Linked DNA regions of Mus musculus: all the other regions are linked to region 1. Evidence: chromatin contacts called from public ChIA-PET, HiChIP or PLAC-seq and promoter capture Hi-C data. All regions are on one chromosome and are shown on one strand. Each heading gives the region's core, a stretch centred on a gene start, on an enhancer-like site or on the middle of the called end of the contact. The rest is flanking DNA. Distances are from core to core; before and after follow the strand shown.

Region 1 (3,650 bases), core at 487-2,986:
GGGGACTCCCAAGTTTTTAAGTTCTGAAGTAACTGTGTTGTTCATCACCAGGAAGAGGACCATTGTTCTAACAACAACGGACAGTTTGGTTTTAGCCAGAATTCAAAAATATGTGATGTTATGCTTTTTTAAATGGGGTTAAAGCTTTTGGGGGGGGGTATATAAATTGTGTATCATAAATTAAAAGTCAAAATTAGTATCTTTTTGGATAAGTCTAAATTTTCTTAGGACAAAGATGGCTAGCTTTTAGGAAAGAATACAGTCAACTGGAATTTTGTTTACAAACATGTATGTTAAGTGAACACTACCACATGGGCACTGTGCACAGTGTTTCTTGGGGTGGGGCTGAGGCAGGGTTGAACTCCTGATCTCCACCTCCCCTTGGGTTTACAGACGTTTACCTCTATGTCCTGCTGAAAGTACACAATATGGGACTTTTCAGCCACCTTCTAAAACTAGAGTCTGCGGCTGAGCTACATTCCACTTTACGAAGAAAAAAGTATCCGTTACAAACATTCCACTTGTTTCTGCCTGTGAATTTTGTTTATGAATCCTTAATCCCTTCCCCACCAATTCCTAAAACCAAACTTTACACAGTAAGGCTACAGTGGGTGTGGAAGAAAAAAGTCAGGTGTCAACAAACATGCTTTCCTAAAAAGCCACTAATATTTGGACCCAACCGACGTCCTCTAAAATGAAAACTGGATTCCACACCTCTTAAAACGCGATCCAATCCTAAATCTAGACTTCATGATATTATGTTGACATGTGAAATTTAAACATACAACTCAGTTTACTAGTCAGGTGTGTGTGTGGTTTTTCTGTTTATTTCTGGGAGTGTAATTTAATTACATTTCTTTTTTCCCCTTTCCTCGAATTAGAAGATGCAGACTGGCTGCCCGTGCGACTTCAGAACCGTGTGACCGTGGCATTGAGCACATACCTGAAAGTTTAACACTCTGCTCATATTTTTTTAAAGAGTCATCAGCCGGACACCTGTCACTGCCACGAAGGGAAGAAAACGCCATTGGCTCCTCCATCTGAGTCCCCAAAGAGGCTTCCACTACGCACGACTGGGATGCAAAGAGCGGGCTACGGGGTCATGTGCACAGGCGAGAGCAGCAGCTGTGAAAATCACAACACGGTGAGAAGGGCGAAGTAGCTCACCCAAGCAGGCACGCACCAAACCACCTGCCCTTCAGGAGGTAGCACTAAAACCCGCACCATATGTCCAAATCCCAGCCGGAGCGGCGTCGCTGCCACTGGCCTGCGGCGAGCACTCCCGCGGGGGACAGGTGGAGCGGGCTGCAGCCGGCTAGGGATCCCCGGGAGGCTGCGGGGAAGGACTGCGGTTTGCCCGGGAGGAAGTCGCTCGCCAGGGCGTGACACTCCACTCGACTGGAGCCGACCGAGGGCAGCAGGGTGCCAACAGAAGGATAAATGAATGAATGGGCCGCCCTGGGCGAGTGCGTAGGGCGGACTGTCCGCCAGTGCCAACGGGAAGCTCAGTGCGCAGGCGCACCTCTTCCCGCCGCGGGATGCCCGCAGGGCGACACGACCTAAGTCACGATCAAGAACTCGTCCCCGGTCCCTCACCGTCCACGGCAGGGGGGAAAACTGTCAGAAACTCACGGTTCACAGAAGTTAGGACGTCCGCGGTCGCTTCCCTCAGGAGCGTCCCACTGAGCCGGGCCGCCAGGCGCGCATGCGCGATTCTTCCCGCGCTGCTTTGAATTGCTCATGCGCATTCCGAAGCCCTCGGCGCCTGCGCAAGAGGCGTGGTTTTTCAAGGCGGGGCGGTCGGAAAGGAAGAGTGCAGCAGAGAGGGCTCGGTGGTCCTTTGCTGAGTTAGCGAGCCCCAGGACTAAAAAGGCGCCCGGGATTCCTCGTCCCGTCGCCCGGTCCTTAGCGTTCTCTCTCGGCCTCACACTGTGGTCTCAACACGCTGGACACTTCTCGGGTAAAAGGCACTTGGTTGAGTCCGGTTTTACTTTTCTCAACGAAAAACAAAAAGTTTAACCACTGGTTCTTGAGGATCTTATAGTAGAGACCAGCTGCAATGTATGTTGATCATTTATTTAGTTGTGATATAAACCAGTTTTTAGGGACTGAGCGAATAACGGTGGTGAATAAGGCAGTCAAAAAGCTATCCCAATTTCGCGTCTTTTAGTAACCCACTAAGTCTATATTGCGTGGGTGTGGAGTGATCCACTGGATTATGCATCGGACTCTTAACACCGGTTGCATCTCCAAAAAGAATGATCCCTCCTGGCCTGGCAACTACGCTCTGCCAGGGCCTCAGTAAGGGACTGGGCCAGGAAATTCCCTACCCCATCAATGCTGGAATTTTGGCCCCTCTTGTTCAGGTAACCCCACTATCGAGAGTCATGCCATAGCCAGAACTTGACAACCCCAGCTCTGACATTCTTAGACGACAGTCCACCTCCACTAGAGCAGCCTAGCCCAGACCAGAGAGAGTGTCCAGCTATAGGCATGTTTATTCAATCAATAATTTTTACTAGCTCCTGGAATATCATAACTGTGATTTTCATGCTACAATCTGTTTACATGGTATACAGGTGTGTGTATGTGTGTAAATACATACATAGTAAAAGAATTTCTAAGGAGTTAGTATTATTACCATTCATTAGATTAGTTAACACAGTGAAAGACCACAAATATTTTTTTTACTTTAGCATTAATAGTGAAGAATTATAAGTAGTGTTTTCTGATAGTTCTTTTTTTTACAAGAAAGCCCCAATTTACCTTTTGCCCATGAAAAATACATTTACCTCATAATCTTCCACAAGGCACAGATGGAGAAAATATGACAAAACTCTATGCTGATTTTATTAGTCAGGGTTCTTTAAGGAACAGAATTGACAGAATGAGTATGCAGATGTGTGAATGTATGTATTTATGTGAATGTGTATATATGTGTATGTGCTATTTATCAGAGTGGCATGCATGCTGTGGTCCAGGTTGTCCAACAATGGAAAGGCAAAGAATCTGGTATCTTTGCTGGATGTCTCAGTAGTTCCAATCTGCTGCTGGTGTCCCAGGGAATTCCTAGAGAGCTTCTGACCTTCAGTTTGCTTCCAAAGGAGTGGTTCCAACACCAATGACAGCTCAGCATCAGGGTAAATGGACTTGCCAGTGAGAGCAAGGGGAGCAGGCAAAGAGCAAAGCTTCCTTCTCTTACTTCCGACTGTGTGGGCTGCCAGCAGCAGTGGTGGTCTAGATTCACGGTGGACCTTCTCATCTCAGATGATCGGGATTTACAGTGGATCTCCCACCTCAAACAAACAAACCTAGAAAAGTCCCTCATAGGAAGACCCACATGCTTGAGTTTCAGTTCATTCCAGATGCAGCTAAGCTGAGAACCAAGATTAGCCACCATACCCTTGTCCTTGTTAAAAGCATGGCTGCAGGGCTGAAGACATGGTTTAGCGTTTAAGAGCACTGGCTGCTCTTTCAAAGGACTAAGGTTTACATCCCAGTACCCACATGGCAGTTCACAACTGTCTGTAACTCCAGTTCCAGGTGACCTGACAGACCTCTATGGAGGCAGAACATCGATGTAAATACATTTTTAAAGTTTCTTTGTTTTAAAGCATGACTGGACAGTCAGTGAGTCTGATGATAAGAAG
Region 2 (3,650 bases), core at 425-2,924, 260 kb before region 1:
TGAAGACCTGTGATGTGCAAAGCAGAAGTAGGTGTTGTGTTGTTATGAGAGAGTCTGGAAAATGGTTTTCTCAGTCCCTTGTTATTTGGCTGGTGGGGCATGACTTTGGGTCAGCAAAGGACCCTTCTGTGACCCGGTTTCCATCACTCTCAAATCAGAATTTTAGCTGCATCATCTCCGTTGAATTACAAGGATCAGAAACAATACACACAGGATGTGTGGCCCAGAGCTGGTACATGCTAGCCTTCCACAGGAGAGCTTGTTGTGGGGCCTGTTATACCTTGTAGACAGCCCTGGGCAGTGCAAACCTCACAGTGTTGCTTTGGAGGATGTTGCTCTGTGAGGGAAGCTGGTTTGGTGATGGCTTCATCAGTGTGGCTGTGGAAGGCACTGTGTGTGTTTGCACTGGGGAGGAGGGTGATGCATGATAACAAGCCAACCTCAGGGCAGGAGAGAGGTCCATTCTAATAGGACATGATGCCCAGTAAGATTTGGGGAGGCTGGGGTTCCTAAAGAGCCAACAGAGAAGGATCAACTCAGATTATACCTGGAGACCACAGGAAATTTAGATATGAGCCGGGGAGGGGCAGGAGGGATGACACAGGGCAGAACATGTAGCAGATGGCCAGAATTCCTGTTGAGGAATGACCAGTCGGGAAAGCTCAAGCGTGGAATGGCCCCAGAGGGGATCTCTGAGTGCGTGATTGCCAAGGACTTGGCATCTTGCAACAATTTAGTTATAGTGGAATAAATAAGATTTATTCTACTCACTTATAAAAGTTTCTGTGAGGATCCAGATAAAGCGTCTGTGACATGACTGTAGCTCTGCAATGTTTAGTGACGGAGGAGCCTGGTTTCACGTTTGTTTACTTATCTACCTGAGGCTGGCCTACGACTTGCTGTATAGCCAAAGATGATCTTGAGTTTCTCATCCTCCTGCCTCTTTTTCCTAAGGCTGAGTGCAGGGGTTACAGACACGAGCCACCAAGCCTAATTTATGCAGTGTTTTGAGACTGAGCGCAGAATTTATGTGCTAGGCTAGCTACCTACCAAGCCAAATAAATCCCCAGCCTTTTTCTAAAACAAAAACAAAAACAAAAACAAATCACAAAACCCAAAACAAAACAAAATGCAAACAGAAACCCAACCAACCAACCAACCACCACCACCACCACCATAACAGTACATATGTTGATGAATTTAGAGAAAGCAGTCTCTGTCCAGGTTTCCTCTCAAGGTGGTGAGGGAGCCCTGAGGCTGCTCACTGGTCTCTGGATTACAGGGTCAGGATTGCATAGGAACAGGAGGACTATAGGTTTTTAGCTGTGTCCACAAGAGAAACCTCTAGTTGGTGAAGATGCCCCCCAGTTCACAGAGCATTGCAGAGCAAGCCAGTCAGGCAGGTGTCAGAGCACACTTTCCTGGTATCTTTCCCTTGATGGCTGGAGGTGTTGCATTCATTCCAGTTAGTGCGGCAAGAAAAGAAACCATCACTGTGCCCCCTCAGACATGGGGTGGGGGTCCGTGGTGTGAGCCATATAAAAGGCTTAGCTAAATGCAGCCAGGTCCCACAATGTGTGGGCAGGCCTTAGGTGAGCTCTAACACTGTGTATTGCATCTGCATTCTATAGGTCAGGAAGGAGTTTAAGACAGAGGACACGCCCCCTTCCTCCTGTAACCACACCCCTTGGAAGACTCTATGCGCGCAGCCATTGGTTCCATCTCAGAACTTGGTCACTGTAGCCTTGTATAGATGCAAACGGGGCTGGGAGATGCAGCCTTCATTTGGTGTGATCCTGTGCGGAATAGTTGGGGAAAGAACAGTTGATGTCAAGAAGCTGATAGGAAGTCTGTGCCTTAGCCAGAACAGCTAGCACACAGTTAAGCATTCGGGGTGAGGCCCAACCAGGTTTAGGCGGGCTCTCTTAGCCTTGGGTTGTTTAGGGCTTCACCTGGAGAGCGAAAGTTCAGAAAGTCCTTTTTAGAAAGGACACCACCACATTTATGGTTTTTGAAATCTTTATTTTCTTTTTATCCCCTCTCTGGGTTTTGGTTTTGGCCTCTGGTACATGCTGTACTCTCAGCATAACCCAGCTATGCCACATGCGATTTCTCTATGGTGAGTTCCTGGAGGAAAGTCGCTGGGTCAGAGGATAGGCCTTTTGCTCTCTCACCCAGTTTGTGGTTTCTGGAGGTTGCTCTGACCTTACATATAAAATTTTTATAGGCGTACCCTCCCTCTTGACATTTTAAAAAATGAAACATTTCAACATAGGAAGATGTTGAAACTGCATTCACTACACATCCAAGTTCCTCGCAGTTAACATTCTGCAATAGTTGCTTTATCAGATGTGTGTCTGTCCATCCAGACGGCTCCATTTTGGATGCATTTCAGAGTACGTTACAAACCTCAGGATGCTTCAGCACCTATGCTATGATAGCTTTCTTTGTTTGTTTGGCTGGTTGGTTCCCACAGACTGTGTGAATACTGCTCAGTCTTGCTCATCAGACTGCTGTCTACCAAGGGAGAAGGCCAGAGGCCTCAGGTGACCTTAGAATAGTCGCCTAAGTGTGCAGAGCTATTGTCCTTTTGTTTAAGATGCGGAGGACGCCACCTCCTCCTGCTGTACAGGACTCAGCATTGCCCAGCAGAGTGGGAGCTGTGTGAAGGGGAATGATCTTGTTATTATATTTACTATATCAGCCTGACGGTATATCAAACTGTTGAAGACATTGTTTTATATAACATTTAAAATTTGTTAGATGTGTTTATTTATTTATTTAGTGTGTCTGTGTGTAGTTGCACATGTGTGTGAATGTGTGCTTGTGGTGGCTAGAGCTTGATGTCAGGAGTCTTCGTTACTCTCCACCTTAGCTTTTGAGACAGGGTCTCTCACTGAGCCTGGATCTCATTGATTAGCTGGTTGGTAAGCTCTGAGGATCTGCTGGTCTTGCCTTCCCATAGCCAGGGCTACTTGCTGTGTGTGTTTTGGGGATAAGGACTTCACGCCCTCAGGAGCAGGCACTTTATCTTCTGAGCTGCTGCCTCACCTTTTATACTTTTGAATGGATAATTTCTCACATACACATCATTATTTTTTGTTTGTTTGTTTGTTTGTTTTTAGTGTATGCTTGGTAATACGTTGTGGGCTTTTTTTTTCCAAACTTGTAGGGAAAACAAAACATAATGAGCAAACACAAAAATGCTGGGGTGCCAGGAGCACTCTGTATTATTAAATGCTGTAAGTGCCAGGAGCACTCTGTATTATTAAGCTTTCTGTTGCCGTAACAAAAACCCTGGGATATAATTAAGTGGAAGAAAGGTTTGTGTCTGAGGCATTATATCATGGCTTTTGGGTCATGGTTGCTTGCTTCTATCATTTTGGGTCTGTAGGGACATAGTGTGTCCTGGTAGGAGCACGTGGTAGAGGGAACTACTCATCTCAGGATAGCCCTGGAGGCAGAAAGAAAGGTAAGGGGCTGGAAGTCCATTGCCCGCTTCACCACAGGTGATCTAACTTCTTTACCTCATGCTCCATTTCCTGAAAATGCTGTCACCGCTCTAGAGCAGCCAGAGATAGCCACACTGCCACATCGAGGTCTCGAGAGAGCCTTTCGACCCAGAGCATGGCACTGAGTATGTTTAGACA
Region 3 (3,650 bases), core at 750-3,249, 200 kb before region 1:
TTGTATGCCAAACCCAAGTTCTTTTCCCCCTTCAAGCTCATAATCTACATAAGAAATTTTCAAGATGAGAGCCTGGCAGCCTCATGTTGTGATATGTTCCTGAAATCCCAGCACTTTGGAGGCAGAAGTAAAAAGATCCAGAATTCCTGGCCAGGCTGCCTCATAGTGAGATCTTGTCTTTAAAAGTAAAATAATAAAATAACAACAACAATAATAAATTTAAATGAGAAAGAGAGAGACAGACAGGTACAGACAGACAGGCCCTAGTGACTGATTCTTAACAGCATAAAGTGTCTGGTCTGGCCTATCCATTTGAGAGTTAGCTGTTTTGTAGTCTACTTAAAGCGGGGAAATGAGGATGCCTAAGACTAGGAAAGTCTCCGGGAAGAAGCGGCTGCTTCCAGTGTTATACTCTATGGGTTTCTGTCCTGTGATTTCTTTTTTCCCAGCCATTTTATCATTAAATCAGGAAAGAAATGTGGATATCTTTGGCAGCCAGATGGGGATAGGACAGGGCAGATGTTGGTCTCACAGCACAGTGACCAGGGTTTGACATATAAAAATGCAGGTTTCTAGTTCAAGTTGAGTTTCAGATAAATAAATTTGCTTAAGTATGCCTGTGCAATATTTTAGACATAATTACACTAACAAAATCCATACATTCTTTAGCTACAGTTCAAGTTTAATTTGGTGTCCTGTATTTTTTTCTGGTAACCCAGGTTTTTGTTTTTGGCTTAATCTCCCCAGCATGGGTTCTAGTTCTGGCTCCAGCACTAAGGAGTTGTGCATCAGGGCGCATGGTTGTGCTACCCCGGGCTCAGTTCCCCCATCACAGATAAAGACTTTGGATTATTTGGATTAAGCTGATCTTCCGAGTTCCCTCAAGTTTTTTTTTTTTTTTTTTTTTAACTCTTATGCTTTGATAATGCGGCTGCTAGATAACTATATCCTAATTTAATTGGAAACAGAAGATAGCAATATGAACCCTGCCCTCCTCAGCAAATCTGAGTAAATACCAAGGCATGGCAGTTGGAATAAGTGAGGAAAACCGAACTTTATTCTTTGGCTTTGGCTTAAAAACAAATCAAAACTTAATCCTAATGAAAAATGTAAATTAATACCAGGAACACACTGAATATTTAAAAAACAGCTCTGCGTGTCCAAAGAAGGGGGAAGGGTGACTGAAAAATCCTTATTGCCAAAATCTGGCTTACTCCTTTTCCTTAAACTGGAGGGGGCGGGGAGGCCAAGTATTTTGGACCTCTGCCACCAAACCACAGGCAGTTCTCTGATTTGCACTGCATTTTGGATGCCTGACAAGACTCGGTGAAAACAAGTGCTATTTGTTTTCCTGTGCCTAGTATTTAACTGGAAATCAAAAGGCTAAATTTCCAATCAGTTGTTAAGCAGCCCCAGATGTGAGCTCAGGGCCGCACTGGGGGGAGTCAGCCTAATAAGGCGCATGCGCCACCTAACAGGACACATGCGCAGCTGTTACCTTTCCAAGCCAAGCAATGTGTAACCGAGGGTTAGTGTGTCCAAAAATGCTCTGGGAATAACTCAGTCAAGCTTGCATGTGGAGGAGGGAACTTAAAAATAAACAAATTGAAAAAACTCCTGGGTTCTATGGTTTTGCATTAAAAAACAAAATCTTTCTAACATCCTTTGGCAGCTCTGCCCCATACTTGAGAGCCCACAAAGTTAGCAAACCTTCTATGATGTCCTTCGTATGAACTGTTCACCGATTCAGCATCCGTTTTTTCTGCCCGAGTGCTTGAGGAAAATGACCCAGGGATTGACAGGGAAGGGTGAGTCACCTACGTTCAGAGAGCTTTCTACCGCTCGCTCGCAGAGCTAGCTAGAAAATTGGGAGTTGAGGTTCAGTGTAAAAATGTACCGTTGTTTAGATCCCAGAAGTTGGAGAAAATGAGACTTGCCCTCTTGCCTGTGCAGACGAGGTAGCAGCTTCCGGGAGGTGGACTCTGAGGAGCATGTAGGCAGATGGCTTAGGGAACTGTAAACAAACGGAGCTTCCCACCAGGCTAGAGGTGTCACCCCTGTGTCCTAGGGACCTGACTGCACCATTCAGTGAAGTCTTTCCCCAAATAAATTCTCTCTTGAAGGCAGATTAAATAAACACTTCCAGATTCGTGGTGGTTCTTTTCAGTATCTCTGGCCGAATGACTCACTGTGTCCCGAGGAGATTCCAAGTGGTTGTGTACCATGCGTTTCTTCTCAAGAGGCCGCTTATCTGTTGGTTTTGTGGCTTGTCCCTCAGAGATGTAATTATATGGGGATTGAGCCTTTCAGGAGCTGGGGTCAGTCAACTACCATATTTCCTAGAATTGAGTTTCTGCCCCTTTGTGGTAAGAGAGCCTCTCCTAAATGTCACTGTGGCACTTAGAACGTTGGAGAGAGTCCAGTTTCAGCTGGTAAACCTGGTCCAGAGAGGGCTTGTAGAAGCTTTTGTCCTGACAGGTTGGGGAGGGTGGTGACTGCAGCGTAGATGAGTGGCCCAGAGCCCTGGTTTGCCCTCTTGTAGTTTCCTAAGCGAGACATCCTGTCCAGGAGGACTCACCCAGTGTGGACTTTTCCTGGCTCTACTTGGTGTGTTGTGTCATGTCTGTGTGTAGGCACGGCCCCAGCCCTGTGAAGGCCTCGCTTTCATTCAACAAATTGAGGTTAAACAAACTTGAGTACACTGAACAGAAGATTGGTTTTCCTTGCATAGTCCAAGGAGGTTCTTTAGAGCTCTGGAATAAAGCTAATCTGGTGACGTAATGCATCTGCCCTTCCCAGGCACCGGCATTGATGTCAAAGGTTAATCTCTGGGGCTGTGGGTAACATAGTGGACAACCTCCGGAGAGCTATTTGGTAAGAAAAAATGAGTGTTTTGTTAAGGGAAGTTACAGAATGTTTTATTTTCATATAATGAGAGGAGAGGAAAAACTCTCCCAGGAGGCTCTGGGATGCTGATGTGAAACTTTTAGGCTGTGCCTGGGTGCAGATGGTGATGTTGTGGGACAGCTCCCAAAGCTACCTCACAACCCGTTTCAGGGAATGGCTGCAGCATGGCTCAGCTCCTTTCTGGGTACACACAAACTGTCCACTTTGCTTGAGACAATGTAGGTTTTGCATCTCCGATCCTTGTCATCTAGTTTTCTGGCTTAGAAATCATCTTATCGTGGGATAGAATCTGTATCTTAATCTCTGCTTTTGCCATTACTCCTGGGTGGTTTGGAGTCCCTGGTGCAGATCAGGGTTAGGGTTAGGGTTAGGGTTAGGGTTAGGGTTATGAACTGTGAGTGATCCCGTGGTGGACGTGGTCAGCAGGGTACCCTTTGGATTGTGAGTGATAGCCCAAGCCGGAGCTCATGCACCTGCCACCTACAGCCCACAGAAATGATAGCTCACTTGCTATCTCTTGCCCCTTTATCTTTATCTTTTGAGAAAGGTTGGCATTGCTTTGATCTGTGAACACAGGCAGAAGAAATCCCTTTCTAGACGTTTGCATAAGAAGGCTCAGCTTCTGCTCCACTGAGCAACAAACTGTGGGTGATGAACGTTAAGGTCTGTCTTGAAGCCCTCATGATGTGTTTGGAGGCCATGCATGCATGAGTGTAGTTAATAAAAATGAAAGAGTGTGTATC
Region 4 (3,650 bases), core at 363-2,862, 180 kb before region 1:
TGGACCACAGTGGTCCTGGGCTTTGCTTGAATGTCCCTGTCTGTCAGAGGAATCAGAGAGACTAAGAAAGACGAGGAATAAGATCGGCCATCATCCCAAACAAGATCTGTTTATATTCCTCTCTCTGGCTGCACTCCTGTTCCAGGCCAGTCCTGGACAATACATGACAACATTGCTAAACAATTAGGTAATGTTTCATGATGATCTTTTATTCCCCAGTCAGTTTCAGGCTCTTTGACTTCTAACTCCCTGTCCCAGATGTGAGCTGTGCTATGAGGAACAGGTACATGCTAAGACAAAAGTTTAGGTTGCAGCTTAGGAAGAGAGAAATGGTCTTCCCTTTACAGACAATATGGTTACATGTGAAGAGTAAAGGACTCTGACTCAACCACACAAAGCTAGATTCAGGTACCATCTCCAGCTGCCAGTTCATGGCGGACAGTACGACTGAACATGGTGTAACTGTGAAATGGGACAGTGACAGCACTCACTCATTGTGGGGTTTAGCTAAGCTCATTCAACCACCCAGCAAGTACTTGTTAAGGGCATATGGGGTCTTTTTAAAGCACACAGGTACATGGAGCATTCTCAGCTCCGTGTGTTACCCAGTCTGTGCATCACAGCTTCTTTCTCACTAGTGGAGCAATGGTAGAACCTAGCTCCTGTATTAAAGGAAGACTAACTTAGGAAAATACATGTGAAGGTCTATCACAGACCTGTTGTACAAAGACTCACCTTTCTTCCATAAGCACTCCCTTGAAGAATTTGTCCACAGGAAACTCAAAGGGCTTCATTAACCAAGGTGAAAACAGGAGAGCTACCAAAGTTCATAAGACCCTGAAAGAGTAATGCCAGCAGCACACCCGCATGGCTGTGTGTGGGTTTGTTAGAGGCACAGCATAGGCGGCAGTGGGAAGTGATCAGAGAGATAGGAAGGCTATGCAACAAGATCAGCAGCAACACTGCAGTGTGGCTCTGGCCCCTTCCGCAGGTCCTCCCTGTGGACGTGGCCCAGTCACTTCTACAGCAGGGAGAACCTCAGAACAGAAAAGAGGAGGAGGCTTCTTAGAGGCTTCCTCTTATGGGCCAGAGAGATGGCTAAGTGGGTAAAGGCACCTGCTGCCTAATCTAAGGACCAGAGCTTTGTCCCTGGTATGCACTTGGTGGAAGGAGAGGGCCAGCTCCTGCAAATGGTCCTTCAAGCTCCACATGTGCACACACACACACACACAAGGATGAAATCATAATAAACTTAAAAGCTAAGTTTTCTCTTGTATTCTTTGATGGAGCCTACTCTTAGAAACGATGCTAGTTTAAAGGCCCAGTGTGCAGATCCTCAGCACACTATTCTCCGTTAAGCCCTTCTCTTCACCATTGTTTCAAAGGCATGGGGGTGGGGGGGGGGGAGGCAGAGCCCCTTCCACCCAACCCAGCTACTAGTTCACAAAATGGGGCTGAAGATAATGGTGGTGGTATTAGGGGAAACGTCCTTTGAGCACCCCCTTAGCTGCACTACGTTGGGAAAGTCTGGAGAGTCCTAGGAACACAGAAATGAGGGATTTACTCAATGCTGAGAACCAGCTTGCCTCCCGTCATCCTGCTGCTCTCCTAGTGCAGAGTGATGTCTGATCTTTTCAGTTCCAAGCCACAATTAACGTGAATCACACAGACAGCTCCTGTGTTTAATGTGGAAAGGCGTGAAGAGATTATTCTGTCCTGGTGCAGCAGAACAGGTGGCCATTGCGATGATGAGATTCTGGAAATACGGTATTTTCTCAGCTGTCTGACAACATGAAAGTCTAGGGCAGATGAGGCCAGGCAGTATTGTTTAGGCCAAGGTTGCGGTTCCAGCCAGTCAAAACACATGCTGCTTTGAAGGGCTGGGAGATGCTGCACCTCAGCAGGCTGGCTGAGTGAAGCTCTGAGAGCTGCTGGCTCTTACTACTTCAGCCCCGATTCCTCTTTATCTCATTCCATTTTCAATCCCATTTCCCTCTCTCTCCCTCCCCCTTCTCCCTATCTCTTTCTTTCTCTTCTTTTCTTTCGCTCTCTCCCTTTCTCTCTCCCTTTCCTTCGCCTACAGCCCTCTCTTTCCTTCTCTCCCTTCCTCTCTCCCTCTCTCTTCCCTTCTCTCTCTCTTCTTCTTCTCCTTCTTCCTTTAGGAGTTTCCTCTGAATGTGAGTAAGAGCTAATGCCTGTCGGTCTATAACCTGGCTTACAGATGGTGGCAGGATTCAGTTCTCACTCCCTTTTCTTTGCATGCATATGCAAAGTCGTGACTGGCCAGTCATGGCAGGTTGGTCCCTAGATCAGCTCTTTGGGTAACAGGAGAAGATTTTGGGTGACACATTGAAGTTTTGACTTGGAGTAAAAGTGTCCGCAGCCAATCTCCCACAACACGGAGGCCAAGAGAACTGAGAGCCCGTGAATCTTTTACGACTCTACAGTGGGAAAGGATTAATATTTGGTCATGTTTGGGGTAAATAGAATGGGAAACAAATGAGGAATTTAGGAAAAATGCTACAGACACGCAGGAGAAAATCAGTGGGCATGGAAATTAAAGGGACGTTGATGTGGCGTGACAGTGGTATAATCTGTGCTCTGGACATGCCCCAGCCCTGTTGGAGCAGTTGTGGGCACTGTGCCTTCCCATCGGGTCTCTCTGCAGTGACCAGCCTCCTCACTCATCAACAGGATCCCTGACACAGGAGTCAGCAGGGGACATAGACATTTGCTGCCTGTATCTCGGCTAGTCAGAGGCCAGTCATATACTTCCTTGAAAGAATCCTTTCATTTTAGTGTTGTAACAGATTATTAATGAAAACTAACCTTTAATATGGCTTTAACAATTTCCATATTGTTATAGAGGGGCCATATCAATCGTTACATCCTTTCAGTTTTAATATGCATGTTGCCTGTGTAAGCATATAAGGGCTTCCTCCTTTATTACTAAATACAATGCTACTACCTGGGTGATATCTTAATAGTACTCCACAGCATAAAATATAGTATATTAACAAAATTGGCAAGTGAATACAATTTCAGAACACCTAATCAGTCAGATGACATGTAAAGGTTTGAGGTTTACTATGTGGAAGCTAATAGTTCATACAGCATTGGGAGAGTCATGTGATCATGCCATCTTCCCTGTAGATCTAGGCCACAAGATGCAAAGCCACAGGCATGTTTGTAAACACGGTGTGCACACCTGTGTACTCTACAGACAGTTTTACATAAAAAAAGCGGAAGGGAACATTTGAAATGTGTACTTGTTGTCCTAGTAACGGACATAAAGTAAGTACTCAGTGAGAATGGGCCTCTCTTCGTGTGCAGTGTTTTATCTTAGTGTCTTCTTATCCGAGGAAGACAGAGGTTACAGGGTAAAGCCTCCTTGTGCAGTCCAGAATCTGTTGGTTTCAGATAATTCCTCATTCAAAGTATCTTTTTAGAATATCCTTTATTCTTTGACAACTTTATACAATGTATCTTGATAGTGACCACCCCCAATTCCCCCTTCCCTCATGGACACCTGTAAAATATCCTTTTCCACCTTCCAAGGTCCCCCTTTCATTTTTGTAACTCTCTGAGTCTGATCTTGCTGAGGTCTGCTGCGATCCTTCCTCATCGTGGTTTGACCTTGTGCAGATCTT
Region 5 (3,650 bases), core at 650-3,149, 150 kb before region 1:
GCTCATCGGATTTTTCCTGAAACAGACCTTCCTGTTTCCTACCTGCACAGTATAGGTCTTGCCTAAAAAAAAAAAAAAAAAAAAAAGAGTATTAATAAAAAGTGCTGACATAGCAACATGGGAAAAGAAATACTCAAACTTCCAGGGCAGGGCACAGTACTGACACTTTTCCTACTTTTCCTGAGTGTGGATAATCAAATACGTGTCATGTTCCAGAGGAAACAAACATGTGGGCTGTCATGAGAAGACCGAGGCCACTCTGCTTCAGTAGGTGTGAGGCTGAGCTCGTCATCAGCTAAGCCCAAGTGTGTCATACCTCCTCAGCAGCACCTTGAACTCAGCTGTGGTGTCTTGGACTGAGCGTTTCTAGTACCCTCAAGGTCACCCTCTTCAAAGAATGCATGACCTCTTCTTCCTGGATAATGACAGGCAGGTTCCAGTCTTGCAAGGGACAGAGGAAACTCAGGGGAGCCATATTGCTTCTAGTGCAGCAGTGGGATCTACTCCACTAGAGTATGAAGACCCTAGGCACCTCCTCTTTCTTCGTTGTCTGGCGTCTGAGTCGCCTACGCCTTTGAACCCTCTATGACAGGTTTATACCTTTATACTTTATATATTGAGGCAGGGTCTCTTCCTTGCACGCAGAGCTCACAGATTCATCTAGTCCAGATAGCCAGCCTGCAGCCTGCTCCAGGGTCCATTTACAAACAGGTTCCCTGATGGATTCTCTTGCACGGAACCAAAGTCAGAAAGAGTAATAGGGTAATAGGTTAGTGTGACTGTCCACCTCAGGGCACGCCCCGCTATTTTGAGTATGGGCGCTCTCTCTAGTGCTCTCTCTCTCTCTCTCTCTCTCTCCCCCCTCCCTCCCTCCCTCCCTCCCTCTCTGCCTCTCTCTCTGTCTCTCTTTTTCTCTGTGTCTGTCTGTGTGTGTGTGTGTGTGTGTGTGTGTGTGTGTGTGTGTGTGTGTGTCTCTCTGTGTCTCTGTCTCTCTCTCTCCAGGGTTTTACATTAGCAAGACAAGAGCTTCCAAGACTCTGAAAGTTATGAGAGCTTTTTCTAATGGGCATTAAAATCGCTGACACAGCAAAGAGACACTTCCCAGGAAGCAAATCTCCAGACTTCCTGGGCAGGACACACTGCTGACATTTTTCCTGAGCTTTGACTCATCAAGCATTGTCCTGTTCTGGAAGAGATAAACATGAGCGTGCTGCCCCGGAGGAGCAGGGCTGTCCTGCCTCATCCACTAGACCCAGAGCTCACAAGGCCAGCAGAGCCCAAAGGGATGGGAGGAACCTCCCTTTAGACCAGTGTGCCAGTGACTTAAAAGGGGAGAGGTTGTTCTTTTTAGTGAGGCTCAGAGATAAAGGATTTAACTCAGAGTATTTACCTAGCCAAGTCCAAGGCCTCTAGCTCTGGATAAACAAACAAACAAATAAGCAAGCTTATGTATGGCCACCATAGCCTTCTAATGGGCTACAGGAGGATTCAACTGAGAATGAATTAACATGTGAATGGTAAAGTGGTGTGTGTGTGTGTGTGTGTGTGTGTGTGTGTGTGTATGTATGTGTGTGTGTGTGTGTGTGTGTGTGTGTATGTATGTGTGTGTGTGTGTGTGTGTGTGTTTATGTATGTATGTATGTGTGTGTGTGTGTGTGTGTACATCAGAATAGTTAGTTAAGGGCTAGAAATATATGGGAATATAAACTCAGGTAGGGCCTATCATATCCAAGGCCCTGGGTTCAAACACAGAAGGGACAGGGGAGGTAAACAGAGGGAGAGGGGGAAGGAAGAAAAAAGACTGGATTATTTTCTAGAAATGATCTCCCATTTATGAGTCAGTGAATTTTTGGCAGGATGTTACTTCTCCCCCGTGGTTACATACACATTTGAAGGGGGCGGTGCTGAGGAAGATCCAAAATCCTGCAGGGGAGAAGACACTGTGACTTGCCTGCTCCTTGGGAATACTGATGTCTTCCTTTCTCCCCCTCCAATCCCAGAAGAAAAAATAATTAGAGCCAGCCAAATGCATGCAATGGCCCCAGGTGCTCTGAGGTGCATGCAGAAGCCGGCGGAGCTGTGTCAGGGAAAGCTGAAACCTGACCCGGGGAGCCGGAGCCGGTGCTGCCTTTTGCAGAACTGCATTTGGCAGAGATCTTTGAGGGGCCCCAGGAAGGCAGTGGAAGTATAGGCCTCTGGTTCCTGAGCTGGTTCAGAGGTCAGAGCCTGTGCTAGCTGCTGCAGTGTTGTGTTTTAATGAAGCAGAAGGGAGGGTTGCTTATCTCTGGCTGATAGATGTGTATTTCAGTATGACAGGAAAGAGAGGGCCTAACTCATAAACAGACCTGGCCTGCTGGGGGCTTCCCACGTCGGTGGGGGTGCGGACAGCTAAGGGGGCATTGGGGCAGCAGCTCCCACCTCTCTCCTCTACCTAGAGTCTTTTTTTTTTTTTTTAAAGGCCAGTTTCACAGAAGGGACTAGCTAACCATAGGACCTCTCACACAGTTAAATGCAAACCATGTGTGACCCGAGCTTTCCTCACTCTCCAGAGCATTGCACACTTGGCACAAAGAGCGGGTGGAGCTGTAATGCAGCGGGGTGTGTAATGACAAGTGGGGCATTTAATGTGTCAGGAGATGCTCACACTGAACTCAACAGAGAGCCTCAAATGCAAAGAGGTGCTTTGCTGGCAACCAGTGCAGGTCCCATGTGTTTGAGTTCTTTGCCCCAAAGGGTTTTCCCTTGGCAGTGACCCCAGCCCCCTCTCCTCTCAGCCCCCTCAGCCCCCTTCCTAGTAGTACTTCTCTGGTGGGTTTCATGCTGGGCATACAAAGCTGTTTTGCTGTGGCCAGGGCAAGCTCTCAAAGTCACTAGCGGGGCGGGGCGGGGCGGGGGTGGGGTGGGGTTGGTGTTTAACAAGGCATTGAATGCAAAAGGGATGGTGATATGTGGCTCATGCCCAGCCTGTGCAAAGTCCTACGTCTCATCCCTAGCACAAATAAAACAATTATAGGCATACTTAGAACATTGTTATGTTGATTTGTGATTAACTTTACAACTTGGTCTTGAACTCGGTCATGAACTTGTGAGATGGTTATGCAGTTTCACGGTGTCAGAAGAATCACTCCTAGCTAGCAGATACTGGTGATGCTTTGAGAGTTGTAGGCTCTAGAATCCAGAGAAATTGTCACGAGCCACCAGAGATCCTAGCCACAACTGGCCATACAGAAGACACTCTTATTGGCTTATAAAAACAATAACAAACCAAAAAAAACAAAAAAACCAACCAACCAAAACAAAACCTTAAAGCACAAGGCCTTCCTGGGCTAGCTGCTCCTGCCTCTAATTGAGAAAAACATCAGGTAAAATGTTAAAGAAAAGGGTGTCCATGTGGGGGACACATTCCTCCTCAGATTCCATTATATGACATGTCTTTCTTAACTGCAGGGGAGACGGCACGAAGGCAGCAAGTCCCTACCTCGCCACCAGCCTCGGAGAACAGCAGCGCAGCCCACAGCATAGGGAGCACTCAGAGCACTCCCTGCTCTAGCAGCAGCACGGCCTAGGTGGACAGATGGACGCCGCTGCCTAGGTGGACAGACGGATGCCTGCCACCGCCGGGGCAGGGCCAGATGCCGATGCTGGGTGTC
Region 6 (3,650 bases), core at 292-2,791, 140 kb after region 1:
AACAAGCTAAGCAAGCCATGAGGAGGGAGGGAACCAGGAGGCAGCACCTTCCATGGCCTGTGGGTCAGCTCCAGCCTCTGGATTCCTGCCATTTGAGCTCCTGTCCTGACTTCTTCCTTCAGTGATGAACAGATGTGGAACTGTAAGCCAAATAAACCCTTCCATCCCCAGCTTGCTTTTACTCACAGTTCCACTGCAGCAATAGAAACTCTAGGACAATTCTTGTATTATGAAGAGGCAGGACAGGTGCAGTCTGTTTTCAAATTAAAGAAACCAAGGTCGGGAGACATAAGACAAGAATGTCCTGGATTCCTCCCTGTCTATGAGGCCAGGCAGACTTCTAAGTTCCCTTAAGGAGGGAGGGAGGGAGGGAGGGAGGGAAAGAGAGAGAGAGAGAGAGAGAGAGAGAGAGAGAGAGAGAGAGAGAGAGAGAGAGAGAGAGAGAGAGAGAGAGACTGTCTGTTTTCAAATTAAAGAAACCAAGGTCGGGAGACATAAGACAAGAATGTCCTGGATTCCTCCCTGTCTATGAGGCCAGGCAGACTTCTAAGTTCCCTTAAGGAGGGAGGGAGGGGGGAGGAAGGGAGAGAGACAGAGAGAGAGACAGAGAGAGAGAGAGAGACTGACTTTTATGCTTTTTGCAATTATAAATACCTCTGATCAGTCGACGTGGCAGGCTGTTTGTCTCCCTGCCAGGCTGGTGACAATGTAATGATAGTATTGTTAACCAGTGTCTTCAGTGATCGTCCACATTTGTCAGACTGTAGAACCGCCTCTGCTGAGCCAGGTGCTTACACACTGGAAGTAAAGCTCAGAAGCAGCCTGCTACCTGGACAAGAAGTCACTATTACTAAACCAGCAGCTGGTGCCTTAGAAACAAAAGCGAATGACCCTGTGTCCAGTCACTGTCGTTCATGTGACATCTCAGGGTCGCTGTGCATCTAACAGCGGAAGACAGTGCCTATCTTTTACCATTTTTAAGAAACATGTCCTAAATCTTAAACAGGAAACGAGATGTTTCTGGTGACTCGGAAGTACAAGCATGGTTGGTTGTGAGGAGGTTTGGTAGAAAAAAGTAGAATTTGAAGCCTGTGTGCCCCAAGTCCGCATAATCATTTCTTCTTTCTTTAGTTGGGTTTGGGGTAGGGGTGGGGCTGGGGGACTGGTGTGGGCTCTGTAGAGAGTGCTTATTCACCTGCATAGCCCCTGGGTTCAGTCTCCTGTGCCACAAATGAAGACTGGAAAGGGGGAACCTACATGCTGAGCACGGCACACTGTTTGGTTGGACAATCAAGGAAACCAATGTTCCGCATACAGGGCTTACAGTTTCGCGGAGAGAAACTCTCTGCTCCCGAGGGCAGATGCCCCCACCCCTTGGCTCTCCCGCTGGGGCTTCCCAACTGGACTCTTCCAACCCCTCGCTGGAGGCTTGGACAGCGGCTGGTCGTGGAGTGCGGACTGAGTTACCGCTCTCACCACAAGACAAACATTTGCCATCCGCGGAGGCCGGAAGGGGAGGTTGTGACGATCTTGTTTCTTGGCAACTGAGAACCATCCTGTTAGAGGTGGCCAGTCTGCTTTCAAAACAAAAAGGAGCCTGTAACTGTAAAGGGCTACCGGGCTCCCGCTCCCCCACCCACTTAGAAGCAAAACCTATTTATGAGGCTTTATTAAGTGCAAATAAGTCCCTCGGCTTCAGCTGGGACTCCGCAGCTGCTGAGGATGCGGCCATTTGCATATAAATGACATGATTTCGGCTCAGAGAAGAATATCAAAAAATATACATGTCGACAATGGAATCTTGATAGATTCACACATATTAAGGTCAGATGTTGTAATTTTTAAGGCTGCTGCATGCTGATGGCTGAATCTTATCACACGTTCAATTCTGTTTGAGTTATATTAGGTTTATCTTCTATGAAATGGAGGATTTTTATTGTGAATTAATTAAGCTACTTTTTCCTCCCTAAAGATGAGAACATTTAGGTCAATAAGCTAAATGCTCTACAAATGCATAGGCTGTGTGATAGCCAAAGTTACCGACGCCAAACTTGGTTTTCGTCCTAGCTAACAGAGGGCTGTGTGCCCAGGTGCTCACAGAAGGGAGCACGGAGACTTCCTTCATGTCAGTGTGTCTGCTGCAAGAGTAGCTGCCCTTTGAATCACCGAGGAAATTTTCTTATTCTTTTTACATGTATGCACACACTCCCACATGTGTGCATGCACAGACATGTATACATACATAGGACCAAAGGACACTGAGTGTCATTCCCTATCAGCTTTCCACCATTTCTTTGTTTAAATGATTTTATTTATTTTTGTGTGCATTGTTGGTTCTCTTGCTCGTGTGTCTGTGTGAAGTTGTCAGATCTCCCGGAGTTGGAGTTACAGACAGCTGTGAGCTGCCATGTGGGTGCTGGGAATTGAACCCTGGTTCTCTGGCAGAGCAGCCAGTGCTCTTCACTGCTAAGCCATCTCTCCAGTCCTCTTTGTTTAAATGTGAACGATTGGCTTCTAACTTCCCCAGAACTTACCAACTAAGTTAGGTTGGATGGCCACCAGGCCCCAGGGGTTCGCTGTTAACATGTCTTCAGTGCCAGGATTATAAGTGAGAGTCTTCATTCCTGGGCTGTTTTGTTTGTTTCAGTTTTTAATTTAAAAATTTAGATAACTTTCCTCCATTCCCTTTTTTTCTCCCCTCCCCCCATGCCTTTATTTCTCCCCCCAAATTCCTGGACTCCTCTTCCCTAATGGTTATATGCAAATACATATATATATATATAAATATATAAATACAGCCAGCTGAACCCATTCATTGTTGCATGTACATGATTTCAGGGCTGACCACTTGCTACTGAAAAATCAATTTAGGGGCTCCCCTGTGGGAAAGACTACAAGACTCCCAAAACAAAGCAATAAAGGCTATTGCTATTGTCTTTTGTTGCCTCCCAGAGGTTGAAGGTAAGTCCCCATTGCTGAAGACACCACACACTTCAGACCTAGAACTCAAAGGATATGAGCTGGAACAAGTGTGGAAGCCTTCTGTGAGGGCTTCTGTGAGAAGGTTCTAGAATTGCCACGACCTGTAATCTCCCAGGCTAACAGGGGAGCTAAGCAAGCAATAGTACTGCCCACCTGTGGTGCCTATGCACCAAGCAATGAACAGATGGCAATGTATCCCTGATGGTGCAACTGTAGCACTCACGTCTTCCTGGTAACCAGCAGTGGTCCAACCAGACTTGAGGTCTGCTCAACAGGAGGGAAGTTATGCCTGTACTTTAAACTGAGCCAATTACCCAGGGCTAGGATCTTAGAGGAGACCCTCCTACTAATACTTTACTCAATTTCTAACTGCACTCACATACTTATCCCTGCTCACATACTTACCCCTACTCACAGGCTTACTCATCCCTACTCACACACTTACTTATCCATAGGTAAGTGTAGCCCCCAACCCTTACCAAAGAAGCTTCTCTTTGCAATAGACTGCTACATAAAACCACAATTGGCCAAAATGTGGAAAACAACTGCTTGTGGATTTTATCGGCAGCACAATTCCTACATTCAAGGCTCAGAGAGCATCTTGGAAGAAGGCAAGAAAGACTCAGAGCCAGGGGCCCAGGAAATCTACTGTAAAATTGTGTCTCTTA

The links. Promoter capture Hi-C pulls out the DNA fragments that hold promoters and counts their contacts. ChIA-PET counts read pairs in DNA pulled down with a chosen protein or histone mark. HiChIP or PLAC-seq counts read pairs in DNA pulled down with a chosen protein or histone mark.
Region 2: a contact with region 1 is called in an H3K27ac HiChIP or PLAC-seq map of differentiating embryonic stem cells, with 2.5 times the contacts expected there. The contact joins the enhancer-like site here to the promoter of Cdc7 in region 1. A contact is called at or near these places in 5 of 39 promoter capture datasets (the HPC-7 cell line, cranial neural crest, hematopoietic stem and progenitor cells and 2 more), 1 of 15 datasets of contacts at CTCF or cohesin (large pre-B cells), 4 of 115 datasets of contacts at active chromatin or transcription factors (differentiating embryonic stem cells, embryonic basal ganglia, embryonic stem cells and 1 more) and 2 of 9 other capture datasets (adipose tissue and liver).
Region 3: a promoter capture Hi-C map of 3T3-L1-derived adipocytes shows a contact between it and region 1, with 4 times the contacts expected there. The contact joins the enhancer-like site here to the promoter of Cdc7 in region 1. A contact is called at or near these places in 3 of 39 promoter capture datasets (the 3T3-L1 cell line, 3T3-L1-derived adipocytes and hippocampal neurons), 4 of 115 datasets of contacts at active chromatin or transcription factors (astrocytes, bone marrow-derived macrophages, extraembryonic endoderm stem cells and 1 more) and 1 of 9 other capture datasets (adipose tissue).
Region 4: a promoter capture Hi-C map of hippocampal neurons shows a contact between it and region 1, with 3 times the contacts expected there. The contact joins the enhancer-like site here to the promoter of Cdc7 in region 1. A contact is called at or near these places in 5 of 39 promoter capture datasets (the 3T3-L1 cell line, 3T3-L1-derived adipocytes, frontonasal cranial neural crest and 2 more), 5 of 115 datasets of contacts at active chromatin or transcription factors (the NIH/3T3 cell line, bone marrow-derived macrophages, embryonic stem cells and 2 more) and 3 of 9 other capture datasets (adipose tissue, liver and pancreatic islet).
Region 5: a contact with region 1 is called in an H3K27ac HiChIP or PLAC-seq map of trophoblast stem cells, with 2.1 times the contacts expected there. The contact joins the enhancer-like site here to the promoter of Cdc7 in region 1. A contact is called at or near these places in 3 of 39 promoter capture datasets (3T3-L1-derived adipocytes, frontonasal cranial neural crest and hippocampal neurons), 3 of 115 datasets of contacts at active chromatin or transcription factors (double positive thymocytes, extraembryonic endoderm stem cells and trophoblast stem cells) and 3 of 9 other capture datasets (adipose tissue, liver and pancreatic islet).
Region 6: a contact with region 1 is called in an RNA polymerase II ChIA-PET map of memory CD8 T cells, with 7 read pairs. The contact joins the enhancer-like site here to the promoter of Cdc7 in region 1. A contact is called at or near these places in 1 of 39 promoter capture datasets (stem cell-derived epiblast-like cells), 3 of 115 datasets of contacts at active chromatin or transcription factors (embryonic stem cells, large pre-B cells and memory CD8 T cells) and 1 of 9 other capture datasets (adipose tissue).

The regions. Positions count from the first base shown.
Region 1 is chr5:106,962,408-106,966,057 of GRCm38.p6, reverse strand. Cdc7 (cell division cycle 7 (S. cerevisiae)) reads right to left here and starts at 1,736. Exons shown (of 12, transcript NM_009863.3): 1 at 1,633-1,736; 2 at 944-1,125. The coding sequence starts at 1,040.
Region 2 is chr5:107,218,110-107,221,759 of GRCm38.p6, reverse strand. All of the region lies in intron 2 of Tgfbr3 (transforming growth factor, beta receptor III), which reads left to right. Among named protein-coding and RNA genes, the nearest start is that of Tgfbr3, 70 kb to the left of the region's middle. Within about 2 kb of position 1,674, at least 45 of the 459 cell types and tissues checked have an H3K27ac peak or open chromatin away from gene starts, as enhancers often do. A contact at or near this core is called in adipose tissue and differentiating embryonic stem cells, where this site is marked.
Region 3 is chr5:107,165,795-107,169,444 of GRCm38.p6, reverse strand. All of the region lies in intron 4 of Tgfbr3 (transforming growth factor, beta receptor III), which reads left to right. Among named protein-coding and RNA genes, the nearest start is that of Gm42146, 73 kb to the right of the region's middle. Within about 2 kb of position 1,999, at least 176 of the 459 cell types and tissues checked have an H3K27ac peak or open chromatin away from gene starts, as enhancers often do. A contact at or near this core is called in 3T3-L1-derived adipocytes, adipose tissue, astrocytes and 1 more, where this site is marked.
Region 4 is chr5:107,142,598-107,146,247 of GRCm38.p6, reverse strand. The region is part of intron 7 of Tgfbr3 (transforming growth factor, beta receptor III); the gene reads left to right. Among named protein-coding and RNA genes, the nearest start is that of Gm42146, 50 kb to the right of the region's middle. Within about 2 kb of position 1,612, at least 10 of the 459 cell types and tissues checked have an H3K27ac peak or open chromatin away from gene starts, as enhancers often do. A contact at or near this core is called in hippocampal neurons, where this site is marked.
Region 5 is chr5:107,109,555-107,113,204 of GRCm38.p6, reverse strand. It overlaps Tgfbr3 (transforming growth factor, beta receptor III), which reads left to right. Exons shown (of 17, transcript NM_011578.4): 17 at 3,448-3,650. The coding sequence ends at 3,566. Among named protein-coding and RNA genes, the nearest start is that of Gm42146, 17 kb to the right of the region's middle. Within about 2 kb of position 1,899, at least 112 of the 459 cell types and tissues checked have an H3K27ac peak or open chromatin away from gene starts, as enhancers often do. A contact at or near this core is called in 3T3-L1-derived adipocytes, adipose tissue, extraembryonic endoderm stem cells and 2 more, where this site is marked.
Region 6 is chr5:106,823,367-106,827,016 of GRCm38.p6, reverse strand. No RefSeq gene overlaps it. Among named protein-coding and RNA genes, the nearest start is that of Gm33327, 23 kb to the right of the region's middle. Within about 2 kb of position 1,541, at least 126 of the 459 cell types and tissues checked have an H3K27ac peak or open chromatin away from gene starts, as enhancers often do. A contact at or near this core is called in memory CD8 T cells, where this site is marked.